2 separate regions of the Urocitellus parryii genome follow, and region 1 is linked to region 2. The links are chromatin contacts, called in public Hi-C maps. All regions are on one chromosome and are shown on one strand. The core of a region is the stretch at or near the end of the contact, and the rest is flanking DNA. Distances in the headings are between cores, read along the strand shown.

The links. Hi-C and Micro-C count contacts between places; a contact is called where the count stands out from the background.
Region 1: a contact with region 2 is called in a Hi-C map of liver, with 4 times the contacts expected there. The contact joins the promoter of S1pr1 here to the promoter of Dph5 in region 2. A contact is called at or near these places in 2 of 2 Hi-C or Micro-C datasets (liver and muscle).

What each region holds. Positions count from the first base shown.
Region 1 is chr11:85,211,839-85,217,383 of mUroPar1.hap1, reverse strand. S1pr1 (sphingosine-1-phosphate receptor 1) reads right to left here and starts at 2,098. Exons shown (of 2, transcript XM_026379687.2): 1 at 1,777-2,098; 2 at 1-115.
Region 2 is chr11:84,992,570-84,998,683 of mUroPar1.hap1, reverse strand. Dph5 (diphthamide biosynthesis 5) reads left to right here and starts at 2,610. Exons shown (of 8, transcript XM_026379683.2): 1 at 2,610-2,785; 2 at 2,952-3,100. The coding sequence starts at 2,966.

The DNA of each region.
Region 1 (5,545 bases), core at 849-3,348, 220 kb before region 2:
GCGAGGGCGAGCGGGGCTTCACTCGCTGCTGCTGGGGTGAAGATTTGTAAGAGATCCAGGCTTTTTTGTGTAGCTTAGCTTTTCCTTGACCAGAGAGGGCCTCCGAAACTGCAGCCTTAAACAAGTCACAAAGAGAAGAGCGTCAGGGGAAAAGCCATACCACACTATTCATTATCGCTAAGGCATTGCTCCAGTTTTGTTATTATTGCTGTTTTAAGAAAACCTGAGGAGAGTGCAGGGAGAAATATATATATATATATATTTGATTATCATATATATATAATGATATATATATATATGATTATCATTTCTAGGGGAGACGAGGAAGAAGAAGAGTAAGAAAAACCAAAAAAATTACCCACGCTGAAAACTTCAACTGGATGAATGGGAAAGTCTCCCTATGTTCACATACACTCAAACTGAGATAGGAAACCTGGAGAAGGGTGCCCAGTAACTCCATTCCCGCCCCGCTAGCTCTCTCCCCCTCCAGCCTTTCAACCCCTGATACCCCAGGATTCTCTGAAATAGTCATCAGCTCATCTGCGTGCTCACACCAACAGCCCATAATCTCTACTCAAAGAGACTCAACTGGCAAACCTAAGGGCAGAAACCCACACCTGGGTCCCCTCACTCCACCCCACCCCGCCCCACCCCCAACTCGAAGAGATGAGCACCACCTCCTAATTGCCATGCAAGAAAGTAGCTTTGAACGAAAATTATTTGACAGCGTAAGTCATTTTCTGGGCTCTATTAATAACCGTCTAGGAGCAGGTGTGCTGAGGGTCCGAGGGCGTAGTGAGGTGTGGGCCGCCAGGCGCGCCCCAGCCCTGCGGTAAACAGGAAAGCTCAGCGCCTCCGTGAAGCAACTGCCTATTGTTTCTTCTCCCCCTCCCCCCAACCCCCGGCAAGCCTGGTGCAAGTAAATGTGAAGGTATTCAGTAAAAACCATTCATAAGAGATTGCAGTAAATCCCAGAAGTTTCATACGTTGATTGCATAAGCATTTTTAGTTCAGTCAACACAGGCACACACACAAACGAGAAGTTATACCACTAATGACAATACATGCTGCCACATTTCTAATTTCAGGGGGCAAAGCTACTCAGAAACAGGCATTATGATGTGCATTGCAAAACTGGCATGGCCAGTTGTAGTTAGTGCCATCCCCACAAAGCGCTGCCTCCTCTCATAGAACTAGAAAGTGTGAAGGAACGGCACAGGCACAAAGCATTAGTCTGAACAGGTCTACTTTTAAGTTGTTTAAATGTTTCAAAGTAATGCAGCATTCTGATTTTTTTTTTTTTTTTTAAGTGGAGTAATAGAGGCAGGAGCAACTTCCCGGTCAGCACAGGCTGCCCGCGTTTGCCCCATCCTAACTCTATACCTTGCTGGGAAGCAGTGCAAGTTTAAACCATTACCCCTGTTCCCCCAAATTCTTCGTCTATAAGATTTCTAAAAATAATCGTCTTCTCTCCTTCTTCTGAAGAACCGCAACTTCCATCCCCCTCCCCCACCAGTCAGTTCTACATTTAGGGATTAATCCTTTTCCAAACTCCGTAAATCACCGGTGCTCCAAGAACAATCCGATCGAGTTGGGCTCCACAGCAGCCCAAGAGACAAATACTTTCAGAGCCCAGAGATGGATGTTTTCAAAGTTTTTGTCCGTTTCGTTCAAGCTTAAAAAATTCGTTTCTGGCACGTAGGCCCTCGGGCAGCAGTAAGTCTCCGCGCTCCCAGCCACCGCTGGCCAGAGCCCGGACGGTTCCTAGCCCCCTACCTCGCTCAGGCAGGACGAAGTTGCGTTAGGAAAGCTCCGGGTCTGCACCGCGCACTCCGCATCTTGCTGCTGCCCCCGACTGACTGCACTCTGCTTTCGCAAAGTTACTGGAGTCCGGGACCCTCCCTCCGCAGCCGTGCACTCCAATGGCCAGCCCCGCTCGCTGCTGCCCGCGCCAGTCTGCAAGGCAAAGTCGCCGAGCGCCACGCTGAGGCAGGGTGGCTTCCTTTAGGAGGAGATTGGGAGGGGTTAATGCCTTAACTCTTCACGCCCTCTCAGGGCTGGGGGCCCCCGGATCTGGGCTGCTGGGACACACCGTCCTGGAAAGATCTGGGGGGGAAAGCAAATAATGAAATAATAAAGAACCCTTCCCCCGGCTTTCCCAAGCAGCGAATCCACCCCGCACCCCCCAACACACACACACACGGTGGGGGCGGGGGAAAGAAGGGGCGGAGCCTAGTATCCCCTAAATTCTAAAGTAGAAGTCCTGTGCCTCGGCAGCCATCCTCCACTCCCAGACGATGCAGAGGGCTCATTCAAGCCCACGGAAAAGAGGAGGGGGGAACCTTTTGGAAACTTTTCTCCCCACAAGACAGTAGGGGCAGAAGACGACCCGGCGTTTCATAGTGCACCTCCCTGGTCCCTAGCCTTGCAGCTCTTGGCTGATCCCAGTGTCCCTAGTTGTCGCCGGCAGCCCCTGAGGCCACTTCCGCGCTGGCAGGGGAAACCGAAGCCGCTGCCCAGCGAGTCTCAGTCGCGCTGTGGGGAACAGAGGCTGGGAAGGAACTTTGAGAGGTATGGAGGGGGCTAGAAGCCGAAAAGGGAGAGTGGACCGGAATGATCGGGTCCTCTCCCCTACCCCTCCAGCCCTGATCCCGGTAAGGCCTAGAAACTTTCTGTCTTGAGGGGCAGAAAGTGGTTTCCCCCCCTCCCCCGTTCATAGTGAAATGGGCCAGCATCGGGGTTGGTGTTGGGCGGGGGTTCCCCTCGTTCAACTGGGCACAAAGTCAGGCGGTGTGTCCCAGATTCAGGCCAACAGTGAGGCCTTTGAGGAGGTGGGCTGCTGGCCGCTCTTGAAAGATTTAGAAAATTGGGGAGGCTCTGAAATTCCCAAAGGGGAAGAGCCTCCTGGCCCAGCACAACTGAAGCACCCACAGTTGCCCAGCTAACCGCGGGTGCCCTTCTCTCTCTCTTTGGGAGACAAACCCCAAAGCCCTGACTCTCAATATTTGCACCTCTCCCCCCACCCCCCCTTTTTTTTCTTAGACAGTACTTAAGAACGTGCATCTGAGAGTTGGCATTTCATCACATTTGCCTGACTGGCAAGCTCAGGGCACTTCTGCCCTGGCTTACTGCTATTGCTTTTTGTTTATTGCAGTACTAGGGGTTGAGCCCAGGGGCGTTTCTACCATGGAGCTATAACTCAGCCATTTGTATTTTGAGATAGATTTTCACTGTGTTGTTCAGGCTGGTCTCGAACTTGGTGATCCTCCTGCCTCCCTAGAATCTAGGGTTACAGGCTGTGCTACCAGGACTCTCTGCCCTGCCCTAAAAGAAAAGAGGTTTCTACCCAGTCCCTGCTCACATTGCTTTCCCATCCTAGCAGATGTGAACTCAAAACTTCCTCCACAGTGCAGTTTCAATTGACAGACACACCCTGTACCTGAATGACTCAGAGGAGGCTTAATGAATAAACAACAGACCCCTGGCTTCTGGGATTTTATGAGTCTGTTTAAAAAAAAAAAAAAGTGACAGTTAATTCACAATCACCTTAAAATCTACATCAGCAACAGCACTCAACCCATAGCCACAAATTCAGCAGTATGAACACAAAACATGGAAATTAAGATAATAGAACTCCAGACTCCAGAATAGACTGAATGGGTATAAAGACTTATTCCATTTGAAAGGGGAGAGATGTTGTGTCTTTCCAGCCAATAAAAGTGAAGAATTAGAGATCTCTCCCACACTCTGGCTGAGTTCTTTAAAGGGAAAAGAATTATAGTGAGTTGTGCACCTGGACAGTAGCAATCATGTGCTATTCTGACACTACTGCTCTGTGAAGCAAGCATGGCTGGCTATTTTTTCCATAAGGAAATGCCATTCAGCTTAAGCTAATTGTAGATTTCTTAATTAGGGAGTATTAGAACTGGGTTCCAAAACTTACCTACCACAGATCTCTGGTCTCCTAGTACAATATCACAGTCAATAAACAATTAAGGAACTGAAGTATGTATGTTATTAAAGAGAAGTAGTTCTCTTTATTCAAAGTCTTAAACTTGCATTCATGTCTGATTATGAAAATTATATAAAAGAATACTACAATATATCCTCTTAAAACCAGTTAGTTTTACTGTGTATGTATATAAAATGTAGGGCTGTGGGTGTAGCTCAGGGGTAGACTGCTTGCCTAGTACACTCAAGATCCATATTCCATCCCCAGCGCTTGATTGACTTCAAACCTTTCATTGCTAGCCTTCGATATATAATGAAAAGTTGTACTTTTAGTATTTGTGTACTTGTGCTATACATGTTAAGTCATTTGGTCCTTACAGTTTAATTCCTACAAGTTAGGTAGTATTATTATCCTAATCTTACAAACATGGAAACTGAGTCCCAGACTCAGTTTTAAGCATGTTGGTTAATGTGGGATATAACTGTAGACAGGCTGCAGACTCTTAACCGCTACTCCAAACCACCAAGATAAACCTCAAACGTGAAAGAATTACGTGGGGGAAATCAGTCCCTTTTGTTGTGAATACCATTGGTGAGGTCAACATTCAAAACCAGTCCAACGTTTTAAAGAGCTAATGATTTTTTGTAATCTTTTGCTAATGATTATTTAGTAGTATTCATCCTTAGTACATATCTAGGAGATATAAAATGTAGATGGCCACTCAGGCAAAATTAGGAAGCAGGTAAAACTATTTCCAGGGATGGTGTCTCTTTCAATTCTAGGTTTCTATACACCTCTCCCCAGTTAGGGAATAGTAGAACTGGGTTCCAAAACTTACCTACCACAGATCTCTACCACAATCTCTCTCAGATTGGTCTCCTAGCTTAATATCACAGTCAATAAGCAATTAAGGAATTGAAATATGTATGGTGAAATATGAGAGCCCCTAATAACTGCATACTTGAGCTATCTCCTAGACACTAGTCTGGAAGTCAAGCCTTATGAGTCTACCTTATTTCTCTTCATACAAGGTTACATCTGATGCCTGGTTTACATTAAGATCACTCCATTTCAAATTTCTGATTCCAAAGCAACTTTGATATTCTTTATGTTCGTTTTGGCGTTTCTCTTTAAGGGTTGTCAGATAAAATAACATGCAATTTGGGGGGCATAAACTTAAAATTTTTTCTTTAGCCTGAAGTTCAAGTGTAACTGAGTAGGTTGTATTTTCATTCCCTAGACCTGGCAACTCTACTCTTTCCTAATTGTTCCAGTCACTTTGCAACTCCCTACCTCAATCCCAGTAAAGATCCAATCCTTCCCTTACTCGTTTACTCAGTTATCCACAGGAAAATAACCAGATCCCTACTTCATGGAGAAAGCACTATGAAACACCTCCACTTCCCTTCCCTCCAAGTTTCATCTTAATAACTTCACCCAGCCTTACCTCCTTCCCACATATTTCAGAAGTCAAAGGATTTGTTCTTTATTTTTTAATTTTTTTTTGTTTATGGGTGTTGATTTTATTTTTTTTATTGTTGGTTGTTCAAAACATTACATAGTTCTTGATATATCATATTTCACACTTTGATT
Region 2 (6,114 bases), core at 1,361-3,860:
AGTATCAAAAGCTTTTCACCACAAATGGCTTCCAAAGTGGCAGGGGCAAGGCATGTTTATATGTGATATTCTAGTGATGACATTTTGGTAGTTACTTAGAACCTATTAACCCCTATTTTCCTAAGATAGAAAACAAATTATAACTCAAATAAATTGCTCAGCTACTAGTGGATACACAATGATCAACTTATAAGCAAACATTTATTGAAAACTTTCTACATGCCACATAAGAGAATATGAACGTAGACTGACTTCATGAAAGTGCTGGTTTAGGAAAGAAGAAATACAGATGAACAGTTACAAAAAGACTTAAATTAACTGTTTATGTATAAAGTATAAAGAGGGGACATAACTCGGCTTAGAGGGTTGTAGATCTCTGAGAAGACTTTCTGAACTTAGTCTTAAAAGAATGAGTAGTGGTTACCTACTCAGGAAAGAATAGGAGACAGTATTCCACACCCAGGAAGTAGCATAGAAGCAAAAGTAATAGGTTGTGGGCACTGAGCTATAGGCAGTTCAGTACTGCTAGAGAACAAACTTCTCTCTCCATAGAGAGATGAAGCTAGATAGAGAGGCAGTAACATCACCATTGATGATCCAGTGGGGATGTTAAGGCACCTGAACATTCTCTTGGCTTCACAAGGATTTTTAGAAAGGGAATGACATTTTTAGATTGTATCTTTACAGAACTCCCTGGCCTCTGAGAGAAGGCTGAACGCAAAGGAGACATGATGCCCAGCTAGACGAGTGACAGAGTGAAGACCTGAACCAAGACAGAGAAAGTAGATATGGTTCCTATTGAGACAGACAAAAGTAACAGATTTGGTGACTTCCAAGTATCTAGGTTGGGTGACTGTATGAAGGACAATCCTGCCCCTCCCCTCCCACCAACATATTTAATACCAACAGAAAATCTCAAATAGAAGAGAAGATAATGAATTGCACTTTGGATGTGTTGAATTTGATACACCTCTGGGTTATCTAGGTGAAAATTTCCTGCAAAAAGTTATATACTTGTCAAAGGGAAGAGGCCTGAATGGGAGTTTGAAATTTGAGTTGGCAAAATATTAGGAATAACCTAGAATTACATAAGTAGATTGTCAATTTGGGGGGTTTGTTTTTTGTTGTTGTTGTTTTATCATTCTTATAGGTGTGTAGTGGTATCTCATTGTGATTTAAATTTTTATTTTCCTTAAGTCTGATGTTTACCTTCTTTTACAATGATTTTCTTCTATTCACATATCTTTCTTGGCTTCAATCTTTTTTCTTGGTTTTCAATCTTTTCCCACGTTTTTAAGTTAAACTGTATTTTTAATATTATGAGAGTTCTTTACACAAGTCCGTTATCAGATCTATGCTCTGCAAATGTTTTCTCAGTGTGTAGCTTCATGGCATCTTTTGAAGCACATTTTCAGTTTTTATTTTGTTTTCTTTTCTGCATAGTGCTTTTGATGTCATACTTAAGTCTTTACCCACCTGAGCGTGGTAGCGTGTGCCAGTAAGACCAGTGAAATACTGGCAACTCAGGAGGCTAAGGCAGAAGGATTACAAATTCAAGGCCAGCTTCAGGAGCGAGACCCTCTCTCAAAATCTCAAAATAAAAAGTAAACGAACTGGAGATGTTGCTCAGAGGTAAAGGCCCCCTTGGGTTCAACACCCAGTAGCTCCCCCCCATTTTTTTTTTGTAGTAATGTAATATGGTGTGAGAAATAAATTAATGTAATGAAAGCAGACAGAATTAGGAAGAGTGTATATAGCATGAGAAGTATAAAGGGTGGGTTGAACTCAATACAAAAAGGCACAGGGCTCTTTGGAAGAAACACAAGGAAAATTCCTAACAACCAATAAATACTGTCTACCAAAATAAGCAATGAAAACTATATTTTTTTAACTTAAGATGGCTAGTGAATTTAGGGACAACCTTTTTATTCACAGCAAACCGATACCGGAACTATATCTAATCAACCTCTTTACAAGAATTCCCCCTGTGCAAGCACTTGAGATGAGCTCTGAAATCCCTAAGAACTCTTAAAGGTCATTTCTCTAGGTACAGAAGAGTCCGGGATTCCCGACACTTTCGATGACTAAGCCAGATCCTTGGGGGATTCCAGCCTCAGTTCTTGGGGAGTCACTGCCCCTCTGGGAAAACCAAGACTGCACTCACCGCCGGGTTTGCCACTCTGACACCGCGCCTGCAGGCAGCGGCTTCAACTACCGACCCAGAGGGCGGGGATTAAAATACCAGCGCTGGGGTAAACCCGGGGCAATTGAGGGGAGTCCCTCTCGTCCGCCAGCCCGCGCGAGGAAGGCGAAGCAGAGGCGCAGGGCGGGGACCCGCAGCCCAACTCGGGTCGAGCTCCTCGTGTGCAAAGATCCGCCGCACTTACCCCGGACCAGAAAGGGGATGTTTAAGTCACTGATTCGGAGCAGCGTGTGTACGCGGGTTTTTTCCCCCAGAATTAGGCTGGGGGCGTTCGACCGACTGCCCCCGCCCAGTGACCTTTAGCCTTCCAACCGCAACAGCCCGCGAATCTCCAGCATTGGAGTCCGGGTCGGGTGCCCGGCTACCGCGAGCTGGCTCTCCCACGCCTCCCGGCTAGTCGTAAAGTGCAGCAAAAGGCGCCTGCGTTTTGCGGCACCGTAGGTGAGGCCGGCAGCGTGGGACTTGGCTCAGCGCGCTCTGCCGCGTCCGAGCTGCTTCACCGGGAAGGCCAGCTGCAATTAGGACTTGGTGGAGCACAGGGGACCAGCTAGCATTCTCTCATCGGGTAATTGGACCCAACTGGTGAGATTGTTTAAAACACGGCTCCAGTCCTTACTTGTGACTCGAGAATCTCAAACCTCATTCGTGCCTTGTCGCTCTTCGGGAGCTACTCTGTTGTTCTGTTGCCATCACGAGACTTCAGGTTTCCTCAGGATAGCTGATATTGCTTTTCTTGTTTGTCCTGCAGTCACCCAGTTCGAAATGCTTTACCTGATCGGCTTGGGCCTGGGAGATGCCAAGGACATCACAGTGAAGGGCCTGGAAGTTGTAAGACGCTGCAGTCGAGTGTATCTGGAAGCCTACACCTCAGTCCTGACTGTAGGGAAGGAATCCCTGGTAGGTGATTTAGGCTCCCGTCTCAAGAAAAGAAAACTACCTGACGTCTGACTTTGATAAACTAGGCTGAATAGAATGTCTGCTGCTTGTTTAAAATGTATCTCCTATTCATTAAGGAGCTGAGAAGTACAAGAAAGAAAGAAAATCATACACCAACTTGAAAAATCGAACAGTGGTTTCGCTACTATAAAGAAAAGTCTCATATTGTGGTTTTCTCCAGCAAATAAAGGAACATTATTTTACACTCCTGGGGGAATAGTTATCAAAATCCCTTATTTCATGAGATAGCCAAGAAATCCTTTCTGAGTTGAGTGTTAATGAGGTGCTGACACCTTAATGAGTTGGTTATATATTCAGAAACCAAGCTGAAAGCCTATCCCTTTGAAGTGTTTCCACAGGGAATGTTGATCGCCTGTCTGTAACATTCAAAGAGATCTTACCTTCAAGTAGACATTTCCCAGTAAAGCTTACACGTATATATTAAGTGATCCTGGGACTAAATAACCAGAGAATTTGTTAGTGTAATTATACATTTATCTAGTTCTCTTTAAGGGCTCATTGTCAAACTCCAAGTAGGGTATGAGTTAAGCTCAAAAGACTTTTAGCCATATCACAAAATTTCTTCTGGTATGTGCTCCATATTCTTCTCCAGGTTCTCAGTTCACATTCTTCCCTGAACACCTTGCCTATACACAACTTCATCTACCATAAGTGACTCATTTCTAGACTAAAGTAAATTAGTATAAATTTATTTATACTAAGGTATAAATAAATTCATACCTTTATATTACCCAGTAAAATCTCAGAGTCACTTTTATGTCAACTACTTTTTTTCTTTTTCTTCTTCCCTTCATTTCTATCTTTTCTCTTTAAAACATTGATTTTTTAGAGATTTGTATGTACTTAACATACCTATACATACAATCTGGTCTCGACTACAGATAACTATTACACAGTGAGAAAAAATATAGAAAATTTTATCTGTTTTCTACAATGAAATGTTTTCCTTTATCATACTCTAACATAATATTTTTAAAAAGGAACCACCACATCATTGCTAAAGAAATCTGAATTTATGTGCTCTTAATAATGATTAGATTTTAAAGGAAATGGTTTTTAAACCATATCTAGATGGAGTTAGGTCTTGGAACAAGAGCCTCATCCCTCAAGTCATTTTGGCAATTTTCAAATTGCCAAAAAGGTAGTATTATTTATATGTTCTCTGGTCAAAAGATAATTGATCTAGATATAGTAAGTCTAAGAAATAATTTAAATAACAATTCATAATAACAGTGGGAGGAAGAAGCTATAAAATCATATGTTTGGAAAGAACTGAGATGAGCTTATCTAAATCATTACCCTTTCCTTTGACCTACTAAAAGTAAAAGTGGTCCCAAATGTAAAATATTTATTAGTTATTAATTATGAGAATACATGTGAGAAAGATTACTTCAGGGTGTGGTTATCAGGAAATACTAGATGGATTATATGGAATTTGAGCTGCATTTTAAAGTAGTATATATACACCAACCTTTTAAAAATTTTTTTTGTTTGTTTGTTTTTACATTATAATCCAAGTGCAAAATGATAATATCTGTTCATCATTGCAGATAAATGGAGAAAATTGCTCACAGCCAGAGGAAGCTAACTTGGACCCCCAGCTACCTTGTAAAGTAGAGATCATTATTCTCTGTCTATCCCCCATTTGTGGCATATGTGAGGTTCTACAACCAAAGTTCTGCCTTTGAGCAATCACTTACATTTCTTTGCTCTGTTTCTTACTTATAAAATTGAGATTAAAATAGTGCTGATCTCACATTGAAGTCAAGATTAAATGAATTCATATGCATAAGCCTTTTAGAACAGTGCCTGATCACAGAGTAATCCCAATGTAAATGTTTTAGTAGGGACAATGTTAACATAAAATAAGATTTGATAAAGAGCATTCCACCCTGAAGGAAAATCATTGTGAGCTTAGAGGTGGAAAGCACAAACATTTGCTATATTTGTCATTGGACTTCATTGAAATGGCTTTCATTTTTTTCCCAGTGTATCTGTTCCCTTTCTTTGTAACTTAAATAATCCAGATACCACCTCTTCCTTGTTGCCTTGTTTTCTTGTCTAGCGGCTGTGATTGAGATCAGGAAGACAGGAAAGAGGAGAAAAGGACTTCACACTTAAAAAATGAGGCCATTAGCTATGAGCTTTTTTAACTTCTTATCTGCCCTTACCACAAATTTGACTCTATCTTCCTTCCACTCTTAGAAAATGACTTGTGGGATGAGGCTCTTGTTCCAAGACCTAACTCCATCTAGATATGGTTTAAAAACCATTTCCTTTAAAATCTAATCATTATTCTTTATGTCAACCTATTACCATGTATTTCTCATGTTTTACCTCTGTTTCTCATTCTGAAATCATATTCAAGCTTTGATCACTTTGAAAGTCTCTTTTTTGAAACCTGTTTTCCCCATAGTTATTATTCTTTTTTTCTTTTATCAAGTATACCTTCATGGTCCCTAGTTCCACTTGTGTCTCACACTCCTGAAGGCTTACTCCCTTTTCTTAGAAGTATTTTCAACAATTCTTTCATAGTTGAAAACTCTAGAGAATAGTTTTGAATTCTTAACTTCTGTTACTTCTTTTGATGTAGTTGACCACTACTGCTAGAAGCTGTCTTTTAAGACATGACTTTCTCTTAATTGTATTCTTGCATTTCCATTTTCTCTGTCTCTTTGTAAACCCATTTCTCTGTTTTTAAACAGTATTTTAAAAACACTTTATCCTCCCATTTGTTTCTGAATACTACTTTTAGCCTCTATTCTTATTATTTTTTGAATAGCTGGTCCATTAAATGGTTTACAATTCAAAATGTACTAAAAAAGATATAAAGAGATTTCTATTCCACTTCCCCTTCTTGGAGGCAGTCACTACTAATTTTTGTGTACCTTCTCGAAATACCTGAAAACAATTTAAACTTACCCTGTTCTGTTCAAAAACTGCCAACTTATAGC